Regions from separate parts of the Ovis aries genome. Here region 1 is linked to region 2. Evidence: chromatin contacts called from public Hi-C data. All regions are on one chromosome and are shown on one strand. Each heading gives the region's core, a stretch centred on a gene start, on an enhancer-like site or on the middle of the called end of the contact. The rest is flanking DNA. Distances are from core to core; before and after follow the strand shown.

What was found. A called contact is a pair of places that touch in the nucleus more often than the background predicts.
Region 1: a Hi-C map of tail adipose tissue shows a contact between it and region 2, with 3 times the contacts expected there. The contact joins the promoter of DPY19L2 here to the enhancer-like site in region 2. A contact is called at or near these places in 4 of 16 Hi-C or Micro-C datasets (hypothalamus, liver, muscle and 1 more).

The regions. Positions count from the first base shown.
Region 1 is chr4:63,454,693-63,460,459 of ARS-UI_Ramb_v3.0, reverse strand. DPY19L2 (dpy-19 like 2) reads right to left here and starts at 1,890. Exons shown (of 21, transcript XM_060415029.1): 1 at 1,363-1,890. The coding sequence starts at 1,744.
Region 2 is chr4:63,126,450-63,131,730 of ARS-UI_Ramb_v3.0, reverse strand. No RefSeq gene overlaps it. Among named protein-coding and RNA genes, the nearest start is that of HERPUD2, 120 kb to the right of the region's middle. Within about 2 kb of position 3,155, at least 4 of the 54 cell types and tissues checked have an H3K27ac peak or open chromatin away from gene starts, as enhancers often do. A contact at or near this core is called in tail adipose tissue, where this site is marked.

The DNA of each region.
Region 1 (5,767 bases), core at 641-3,140, 330 kb before region 2:
AGCAACGAAGACTTATTACCACCAAAAAATAAAATAATAAATATTAAAAAGACTACTATCGTCTAGATTCTAGCATACAACTGTTTTTTTCTACCTCAGTCCATATCCAGTCCATTTTACACACTGCTGTCAAATCAATCTCTGAAGCACACTTCTGATCGTGTCACTCTATTTAAGTCATTTAATGTCAACATCAACAGAATGTACTAAATGTCACAAAACTGTTCACTTTAAAAATGGTTAATTTTGTTATGTGCCTTTCACCTCGTTAAAAAAAAAAATTTATTTTCCTAAAGAAAAGAATCCATCAGTGCCATCCTACTGAATGAAGTTCAAATGCCTTAAATGTAGACTTGAATTAGACTCCCCACGGCTGGTCCCAACCAATTTTTTGAACACTCTATGTTCTCTTTTTGTACCCTTACTTTTATTTCATATTTTCTTACTTCCATGGCTCTGATTATGCTGTTCTATAGGCCTCTAATACTTGTTCTTTGCTCCACACATTCAAATATTACCTTTTTTGGTCCCAATTAAAATCCCACATTTTCCGTAACTAGACATCTGACAAAATCTAAATATGAACCCCTATTATTTCTCAAGTATTGTCTACATGCTCCAGATGTGGAGATCCATTCTACTTTAATATCAGCAATCAACTTACAATGGAAAAGAAATCACAGCTTACATTAGGAGACATCTATCTGTGTTTCAATATACAACAGCAGCCAGTATGAGCAAGGACTAGGCTCAAAATTGATCTTAATGAAACAGCAAAATTTACATCTTCTAAAATTAGGAATGCAAATAAAGAAAAACCTTTCAAGGGCTTAAATAAGAAAGCAATTTAGGCATCAAGCTCCTCAGCAAGATGAAAGTAAATAGATACCAACATGGAGAAATATATTGCCTAATTTGATCCTATTTCCCCTGTGAAAGATTCTCAACTCATTAAAACCAACACATTATTTTGCTTCATTCAAGGTGCAGAAAAATATAAAGTCTGACCTCCCCCTCCCCCAAAGCTACCATTTTTACTAGGGATAAATGGCTGCCTTAAGATGACATTTTGTTGGTGACACATGAAGTTATCACTGTGCCTGCAAACCTTTGAAAATGTTTTAAAATAAGAACTAAGGGGGCTCGGAATTCTTGTCAGCGATTTTCCAGATACTGGAACTCGCCATTATTGCTGCCAAACTTGCTTGTTAAACTGATATTCAAGATTCACGGAAACCACGTCCAACCCTAGGCTCAAGAGGGTACACGGGTCTCTCCATTGTGAGCCTAGCCTCCCGGGAGTGCTGGTCTCGGAGCTGTCGGGGCTCCAGCAAGGGGCTTTCCTCGGTCGGTTCCGCTCACCTATGCCGATGGCCCCCCTGCCCGAGACCTGACGTCTTTGCAATACTTGAGCCTTGTCCCAGAGCTGCTCCAGCAAAGAGCTGAGAAACGGAAAGCGGCCGTTCAGAAAATCGGGCCTTGTGACCATCTCCACTGGCACGCAGTTCTGCGTTTTCAGGTTTCGGATCCTCCGCGGCGAATAATTCCGGGCGCCCCCTGGCAGGTTCCTCCTGCGTGTGCGCAAAGGCAGCTCCGGCCTTTTCACCTCCTTCTTCGGCTCCTCCTCCAACTCCCGCTCCCCAGTTCCTGTGGCCCGGCGCCGCCGTCTAGACTGCGTGGAGCGGAGAGAGTGCGACGGCTCTGAAGCCGCACCTCTGAGCTTATTCCTCGTTTGCCCGACCATTTTCTCATAGTCCCCGTTCGGATGGGGCTGGTACTCTCTCCGGCGCCGGCCCGGCCCGGCCCAGTCAGGGGAGGTCCGCAAGAGACCTGGCTCGGCTCACAGCCTCAACGACTCGCCGCAGCGCCGTTGCAGGCTGCCCGGTCGTCAAGGCGACCGCGAAACAAAACCCAGGCTGCCTGGCGCCGCTCGTGCGCCTCTCACGCGCGCAGCCCCACGTGCGCTTATCCTGCGCACCCTGCCACGTGCACCTCCCACGCGTTCAGCCCCAGGTGCCCTTATCCAAAGCACCACGCGCAACCTCCCTCGTGCGCTACCACGCGTGCAGCCCCATGTGCTCAGGTCCTTAGCACCGCCCCTCGCGGACTCTCCCACGTGCGCCCGCACGTGTCCATTCTGTAGTGAGCGGACTGCTCCGCGCCCCAAGCACATCTCCTCGCGCGTTTCCCCGCGCATCTTCTCACGTGCGCGGCTCAGCTGTCATACCTTGCTAGCGGACAAGACAAGAACTTTCTTCGTTTTAATTCCTTTCTTCGGGTTTAGCCTTAGCTTTGTTTTTGCCAAAAGGTTGTCTGTTTCAAGGTTATTAACAAAAAAAGGAGATCTCAATTTTAAAAGTAACAGTAGGGGGGAAAAAAGCGAGGGAAAGAAGCTAAAGCGTGTCACGCGCCTGGCACTTACTAGGAGCGTCTCTCCTCGCCTCCTTGGAACACTTGGCTGGTATGGGACACGTAGAGTTCATCTCCTACACCGAGGCAGTGGCCCGAGGCTGCAGGCAGCAGGTGGCAGAGCTGGCGTGAACCCGGTGAGTCTAACCGCACAGCCTCAGGTTGGATGCGAATTCAGTGTTCTCCCCTTTGAGGACAGAGTTTATCCATGTACTCTGAAGTGAAATTGTGTCCCAAACCAGATTGCTCAGAATTCCTCAGCAGTTGAGCGCGGAGCTGTGCTCAGCACTCTCACCTTTCTGAACCAGAAACCACCCGGGACCACATAAAAGGAGAAACCCACAGTCACTGCAGAGCCATACGCGACGCCACAGCGACTGGCAAAGATGCACAGGGACCCTGGCGCTTGTCACGTCCTCTGCTCCCGGCCCTGCGGCCGGATCCCACACCGCCTCACGTGCCATGTTTCCAGACCGATCCAACTCCCTAAAACCCCTTCTCCCCCCCCCTCCCCCAACTAGTCTAGACGCCCTGCGGCTAGGTTAATTTCCCGGATGCCACACCGCTCAGAAATGCTCAGGACTCCCATTAGCCCATAAATAAAAGTTAAACTCCTTGGCTTGTTTATTGGCACCTTTAGTAGCCTGCCCCATCTACCTTTTCAACTTCAGTTTCCCACGTCCCCGGACACAGATCTTCCTCTCCAGTCATTCCAAGTGAGGTCTTCAGTGTGACTCCGTAACTGTCCCTTTACTCATAACCTGAAGCCCTCTTGGGTTCTCATCCGTTTTTGCCTGCCTCTTTCAGTTTTGTTACTTTCCAAGCCCCACCCGGTTTCTCCAGCCCAGGTTAATTTCCCTATTTTGCAGGTCTAAAATCTTGTCACTTAAATTCAGTAAGTGTTATTATTAATTTGCTGGTTTGTAAGATGACCCGCCTCCGCACCCCCCCCCCCACCGCGCCCGCCCCAAGGATCCTTTCTATGTTACTGGCACTGTGTTTGCTGCTTAAAATGTTCACGCATTTAGGGAATTCCCTAACAGTCTAGTGGTTAGGACCTCACTCTTTAATTGCTGAGGGCCCAGATTCAATCCTCACCCCCATCTCCACCCCCACCCCCGCGGGGCTAAAAAAATTAACAAAATGTTTTCGTATTTAATCGTATTTAAATTCAGACAGTAACTGTATGAATTAGGAAACCGTGGACTAAGGATGTAGTGATTTACCCAAGTTTTCACAACTGAAAAATCGTCCAACTCTGAGTTTAAAATACAAGGCACTTATGGGTGGTTGATAAAAACATTGAAAAAATATGCAAATTCAAAAAATACCTTATTTTTTCATATGAATATTCTAATATTGTTTTTGGAGTGCTATGATTATGTTTTCCTTTAATGAAAAGGAAATTATAGAATTATGTAAGACATGAATTGGGTGCATTTGCACCTTTATGTATGTATTAGATAGAGCATCTGATTCTGGAGCTTTTTAATTTCTCTTTATTATATATTTATAGTATATATTATTAGTCCCTCAGTCGTGTCCGACTTTTTGCGACCCCGTGGACTGTAGCCCGCCAGGCTCCTCTGTCCATGGGATTTTCTAGGCAAAACTACTGGAGTGGGTTGCCATTTCCTCCTCCAGGGGACTTTCCCAACTGTACATAAAGGAGACTTCATTAATGTGCACTAGAGGATACCCCAGGTTAACTGTCATAGAAAACTGTCTCTTGAGCCTTTTTAAATTCTATACCAATTCTACATCTCTGGTTGGCCGACTGTTTGTTTCTTTACTTAGGTTTTAAGGTGAATGACCTGGGGCTATTTGTTTCCATCAACCTGATTGTGAATCTATTTACAGGCTACTACTTCTGGTATCACTTAGGGAAATTTATATTTTCCAACAGACATTTCAAGTCAACTGAATTATACACTCTTTTACCTGAAATCGATATGGTCACCTGTGCCTTTTCTAAAAATCAGTGTTTTCCCAAATAATCTGTTTATTCCTCAACTCTGTGATTTTTCCTAGATGTGTTTAAGTTATGTCTTGTTGAATATTTTCAAAGGTAATTTGAGGGTCCCTGTTGATAGATTATCTACTTAAGTGATTTTATGTTTTACATCTTTGTTTTTTGTGAGGAGTGGATAGTTTTCTGGGAGCAAAGAGTGGCTGCTACTGGGATGTTGGCCAAATGTCATTTTCAGTGACATTTTCTTGTATAACTCTGAACTGAAATTTATGATTTTGGTCTTCTCTTCAGTCTGTTTTGTCTGCTTCTTATGTTTCTCTCTTTTCGAATTTGTTTCTTCAAATTTCCTGTTGTCTTTTGGATCACTCCATGTGCAAACAGAATAAAGCATATGCTTACCCTTAGTCTAGCCCTCAAAGGTTCAAATCTGGTCATGTTCTCCATTTAAAAAATAATTCTTATGATGTTCATTGTACTATTATTTACATAAGTGAAAATTAGAGCTCCCATGTCAAACAGTGAATTACAGAACACCGATGATGGTGAAGCATTACTAAATTCAATAAAGTAATTTTAAATGAATATTTAACGGTATGCTGCTGCTAAGTCACTTCAGTCATGTCCGACTCTGTGTGACCCCATAGATGGCAGCCCACCAGGCTCCCCCGTCCCTGGGATTCTCCAGGCAAGAACACTGGAGTGGGTTGACATTTCCTTCTCCAATGCATGAAAGTGAAAAGTAAAAGTAAAGTCGCTCAGTCGTGTCCGACTCTTAGTGACCCCATGGACTGCGGCCTACCAGGCTCCTTTGGCCATGGAATTCTCCAAGCAAGAGTACTGAAGTAGGTCACCAGTGCCTTCTCCAATTTAACAGTATAGGAAAATACTTATAGTGTTAAAAATGGGCTTACCGGGTGGAGCTAATGGTAAAGAACCTGCCTGCCAGTGCAGGAGATAACGGAGATGTGGGTTGATCTCTGAGTCAGAAAGATCCCCTGGAGGAGGGCATGGCGGCTACTCTAGTATTCTTACCTAGAAAATCCCATGGACAGAGAAGCCTGGCAGACTACAGAAAGTCACAAAGAGTTGGACACAATTGAGGTGATTTAGCATGCATATAGTGTTAAAGGTAAAATAAGCAGTGTATATATGATTCAGTGTATAGTAAACACATAGAATTAACTGTGTCCCATGGACTTCCCTGGTGGCTCAGATGGTAAGGCGTCTGTCTGCAATGCAGGAGACCTGCCTTTGCTCCCTGGGTTGGGAAGATCCCCTGGAGAAGGAAATGGCAACCTACTCCAGTGCTTTTGCCTGGAAAATCCCATGGACGGAGGAGCGAACGTAGGTTTAACATAGAAGTAACCCCATACATAGGAGTAACCC
Region 2 (5,281 bases), core at 1,906-4,405:
GTACCTTGGGTCTGAGGGTTATACCTCTGGGGCCTTTAGGGAAGTCTCCAGATTTCAGCACGCCCATGAATGACTCATGGTGTGCTCTGGCCAGCTGAAGCGTTAAAGATGATTTAGAGCAAGTGGAACTCATTTGTGGTTAGATGGACATCTTTAAGAGTCCAATTGCCAGTTTTTCTGGGGCTTCAAAACCTACTGAGCTTGGAACAAAGCCAGGCCCATGCAAAACTGTGGATAGGTTTATGCTCCCCTCTCCCCGGCTCCTTCCAACGCTTCCTTTCCCCATTTGGCTGCCGCTGCCCTCAGGCCGTCACGTGCTCATGCTGTCCCTAAAGCTCCCTATCAGGGTAACAGAGCAAAATGGAAGACACCTCTAAGTGAGGACGGTGCCAGGAGTTACACACACACATTTTCTAATCCTCACAAAAGCTTTGCATTTAAAATTAAGGAAATTAAGTTACTCACCCTCAAACCACAGCAAAGGTGCCAAAAATGACATTGGAGTCCAAGTTGAGCTGATTCCATCCTTGCCCACTTCCCTGCCCCTCCACCTGCAATTGCACCAGGAATATCCATAATCCTCCCTATTAACTTTTCCTTCCCACGTTTCATTCTTTCTCAGCTGAAAACTAAGCTGCCTAAAGTAGTGGTTCTCAAAGTGTGGTCCCAGACTGATGTTAGCATTACCTGGAAATACAGATTCTTAGACTTCACATCTAAAGAACCTACTAAATCAGATACTCTGGTGGTAGCACCCAGCAATCTGTGTTGTAATAACGCTCTGCAGATACGCTTCATGCCCATGAAAGCAAGAGGACCACTTGGCTAAAGGAGTCAATCATGTGGCTGAGATTACCAAGCCATGAATAAATTCTCCCCACCTTGTGTGAAAAAATACCTAAAGCTCTAGGAAATTACAGCTGTCTGGGCCTCCTAGGAGTGTTTACAGTTATTGTCTCCGGTATTCTGTCTTCCCGATCACACCCATCTTCCCCTCAAGTCCAGCAGGACCAGCTTGGACTGACATGGACCTCTTCCAGCGGCCCATACCAGCTCTCATTGTCAGCCTGGAGGTTTTTGTCACATCTTCCCAGTGAGTGAGATTATTTCATTTGCGTTGACTTTCCAGTGGTCAACTATTCAAAACAGCAACAACAAAAACCTTGAATGAAGACAAAATGAAAGGAGGAGAAAGGCAGTGAGGATTATAGGAAAATAATAGGATGGGTTTCTGTTGATGGACATTTAGATTGCTTCCATGTGTTCGCAATTGTAAATAATGCTGCTAGGAACACTGGGGTACATGTAGCTTTTTGAATTAGTCTTTTCACTTTCTTTAGATACATATCCAGGAGTGGAAATGGTCAATCATATGATAGATAAATCTAAATTTTGGTGTGAAATCTCCAAAATTTCTAATGAAACCTCAATTTTTTTAATCTGGAACTTTTTAAAAGGGAACTTTCTGAGGTCTGAATGGCATCTCAGAGTCACCAGTTTGTAGTCTTAGGTCTAAGGGAAGAGCAGGGTCATGCAAAAACATTTAATAATTCCCACAAAAGAAAACCCCATACGACTAAGAGTAAAGCATGCAAAAAGGATCCCAGGGGTAAGGGCCAAGATGGTTCAGAGAAGAAAAATATTGGGGAGATGGTAGGGTTATTTGGCTGAGAACTGGACAAATTATCATCATGGCCTGTCTACATGAATCAAATCTGCCAGATAATTACTCACTTCCCTACTTTCCAGAGCCTGTTGAGTATTCATTTTCACAGTTGTATCCTAAATTTAGCTCTAACTCTGATAACTGGGACCTTGCTTCGGGTCTATTCTCTGACCTGGTCCTGGCTAACATCCAAGAGTCCAACACTCTACAGAGGTGTAGAAGTTACAACCTGAGTTCTATTGCTCTGCTGCTGGCCCTTCAGGCCTAATGCTTCAGAGCCCCAGATAGAACGTGAGCAACCATTACTTGCTTGTAACTGGTGAGGACGGCTCATGGGACTATATAGTTATTTTGGAGCTTAGTACATATGTATTATACTTAGTCCATACCCTTAGTTCTAACTTAATTCTCCATAAATAATCCTTATTTTAGGAAAGAGGTAATTGGAGCCCAAAGAGGTTAAGTAACTTGTGCCCAAGGGTCACCCAGCCAAGAAGTGGTAATCCTGGGATTTTTACCCAGGTCTTCTATGTTATATCCACTCTTTCCTCTACATCTTCATGTATTGTTGAAATTAAATCAATCCAAATTACCTCCTCACTAAAACACTTTCAATAATTCCCTGGTGTAGTGTCTTAAAGAATAAAATACAAAGCAAGAGCATTTGAGGCCAGCCGGTTTCAGTCTTGGCTCTGCCGCTTGTTTGCATGCAAACTCAAGCTGGTGACCCTGCTTCCCTGCCCATCAGTCTTCTCTCCTGTAAAGTAGAGATTCTATATACTCAGGAGATGCCAGGAAGAATACATTCATTGTGCATAAAAAGACTCTAGTCCAGTGCCTGGCACACATGAAACACCCAATTAATGGGATTTCCCCTTTCCTAATTAGAGGATTGGGCAGTTTTCCTAGTATATGTTGGAAAGTCCACACGCACGTTCCCCCTCTTGTAATACTTGGTCACTTGGCAGAGCTGCCAAAGGTGAGAGCTTTTGCTGCACTTTCCTTCCACCCCAAAAAAGTGCAGAGGCCCCAGCTTCTTGTCCTTTCCCTCAGAATCATTATAGATATCAGTCATTCCACAGGATGCATTCCACAGAACGCAATGTTCCTTGATATTAGTAGGTCTTGAGTTCATAAAATCCCAAGTTAAGCAAAGTTAAACAGATGTTTTTCTTGCAGAACTTTTCAAAGTTTTTAAAATATTAAGATGATTTATGACACTCAAAGAGAACAGCATACAGCCTTACCGAAATTTATTTAACTACAGTGCCTTGTTTTCTCACTGAGAATCTTGCCAGATTTGCGTTTTGAAAAGTACATGTTGGGAAATACTGGTCTGACACTTAGAACCATTCCCGTCACCAGACTGAAGCGATGCCTGCAGCTCTACTGAGACTACACCAGGGCTGCCCACCAGTGAATTTTCCAAGAGTCCCGTCATTTAAATGTCTAATGGCTTTCTCTTCTGTGTGAGCTGCATGCACTAATATCCAGACCAGTAAGGTTTGGGTACACATTTCAGAGCCCCTGGCTGAAGCTCCAGTAGAACTAGGACTGGCGCTTAGAGATTTGCGGCCACTTTTGGGTAGGAGCTAATGGGGAGGCAGAGCCACCTACAGGATGCTTGTGTTACTGCACACGGAGAGCAGCCCGTGGACAGAGGGACTGGGGGATGCAGTGAAGCACCTTCTTTACTTCAGATGGACATTTCGCAGTGAGAGCATGGTTTTTACAGGCAGACCTTTTATTTTTGTCTTACGGGAGTGAGTAGAGAGATGTGATCTTGACCAAACGTGTGTGTTGGGGAGGGAGGGGGTATGAAGTAGATGTTTCCTCTGTAAAGTTGAATGTTCATTAAAGAATACAGAAAAGTGGGCCCATTTTCAGTAACTCCATATCAACAACAATGTAACTGTAGGATTATGTTCACCCTGACAATGAGATGTGCCCAGTGGTTTACAGGACATTTTGCACAAAACATTTGAGGGCTCTTCATTATAGCAACTAAAGCCTCACAGTGGTTTCCTAGATGTATCTTTAGTATTTTGAAAAATAGACTTTTCTTCCCAAAAGTGAAGTCAATAGCACTTATGTCATAAGAACTCTGCCTGATGGACCACATTTTATGATAAAAGCAAAATGAGAAGCATGTTAATGCACTTAGTAACAGATGTGCACAGATGTGTTCAGGCCGATGGAAACGCTTTTATCAGACCTCTCAGGGCAGGCAAGGGAGGAGAGTCATGTGCTGGGACAGATCATTCCCAGCTCCTTTTGTGTGCAAGGAATGAGGGTCATTCCTTCATCTAACATACAGCAGTGTTTCCTGGCCTGTTACCTACCTACCAGACACAATGGTAGGTGCAGCAGACCTACCTAGCAGATCTGGTAGGTACAGCCTGGTGGGATAAAATGCATGGCCTCTCATCCTTGAGATACCTGGTCCCACCAACCAACAGCAGTGGGAGCAACATTTACAAATAGGGAGAATCTCAGAGATCATACTTTGAAAAGTTCTAATTAAGAGATGTTCCCATACTTAGAATAGAATTTGCCAGCAAGGAATAAAGAGAAGCCTGAGGCATTTTGTTAGGCAGGACAGTTATGCCCAAAGTAGAAATCAATTTGTCTTTTCCAACAGTTCACTTGGATTCATGCCCTTATGAACACTTTCCATCCGAAAATTTTTATGAAGAAAATTCAGCCTATTTCTATAAGAACATACTACCTAAGCAGTCTGTACATAAGACAAACTTCAATTATTTTGATGATTGATAGTTTATAATCAGAAATGCTAATGAAAGCAGCTTTATAATCTGAAAATCCAAACATTAAAAACCCCAAAATGATGCTTATCATTCTGAATTCTCTTGGCTCACTCTTTGCCTTGCTTTTTTTTTCTTCTTTTACATCTAGTTTTTTGTTTTTGCTATTGTCTATTTTATTTTTCTTTAAAGTTATTTTACATCCTTTAAGGAATAAATACATAGTTTTTAATATTAGAGACTATTGTGGAAAAGAGCTTCTATTATTTTTAACTTGGGTTATCTAGCTGAATTATCTCGATAAAAGCCTTGAATGTTAGTATTCCCCAGAAACCAGAACAACAGTAACTCAGAAATAATTAAGTAAATCTGAAAGAATCATCAAATTCCAAAACCTCAAAACACTACTTATTTCTGCAGTTGTAAAAAACAACATGCTTCTTAATGACAAAGTCCATAAAACCCACAAGATGTGGCTTTAGCTATAAAACAAAACAACTGCAGAAGACAAGATAATTTCTGGAGAAAAATATAGTCAACTCTAAATATTTCATGCGATCTGTAAATGGAAGTTATCCTAGTGGTTACTTTGGGGCTGAAGTATAGATTGGGAAGGGGCATGAGGAAAATTTCTGGAATCCTGGGATGTCCTATGTTTCCACCTTGGTGTTAGTTAGACATACGATTGTTGTTTTTAAGTCCCTAAGTCATGTCCAACTCTTTTGCGACCCCATGGTCTGTATCCTGCCAGGCTCCTCTGTCCATGGGATTTCCCAGGCAAGAATACTGGAGTGGGTTGTCATTTCCTTTTCCAAGGGATCTGCCCAACTCAGGGATTGAAACTGAGTCT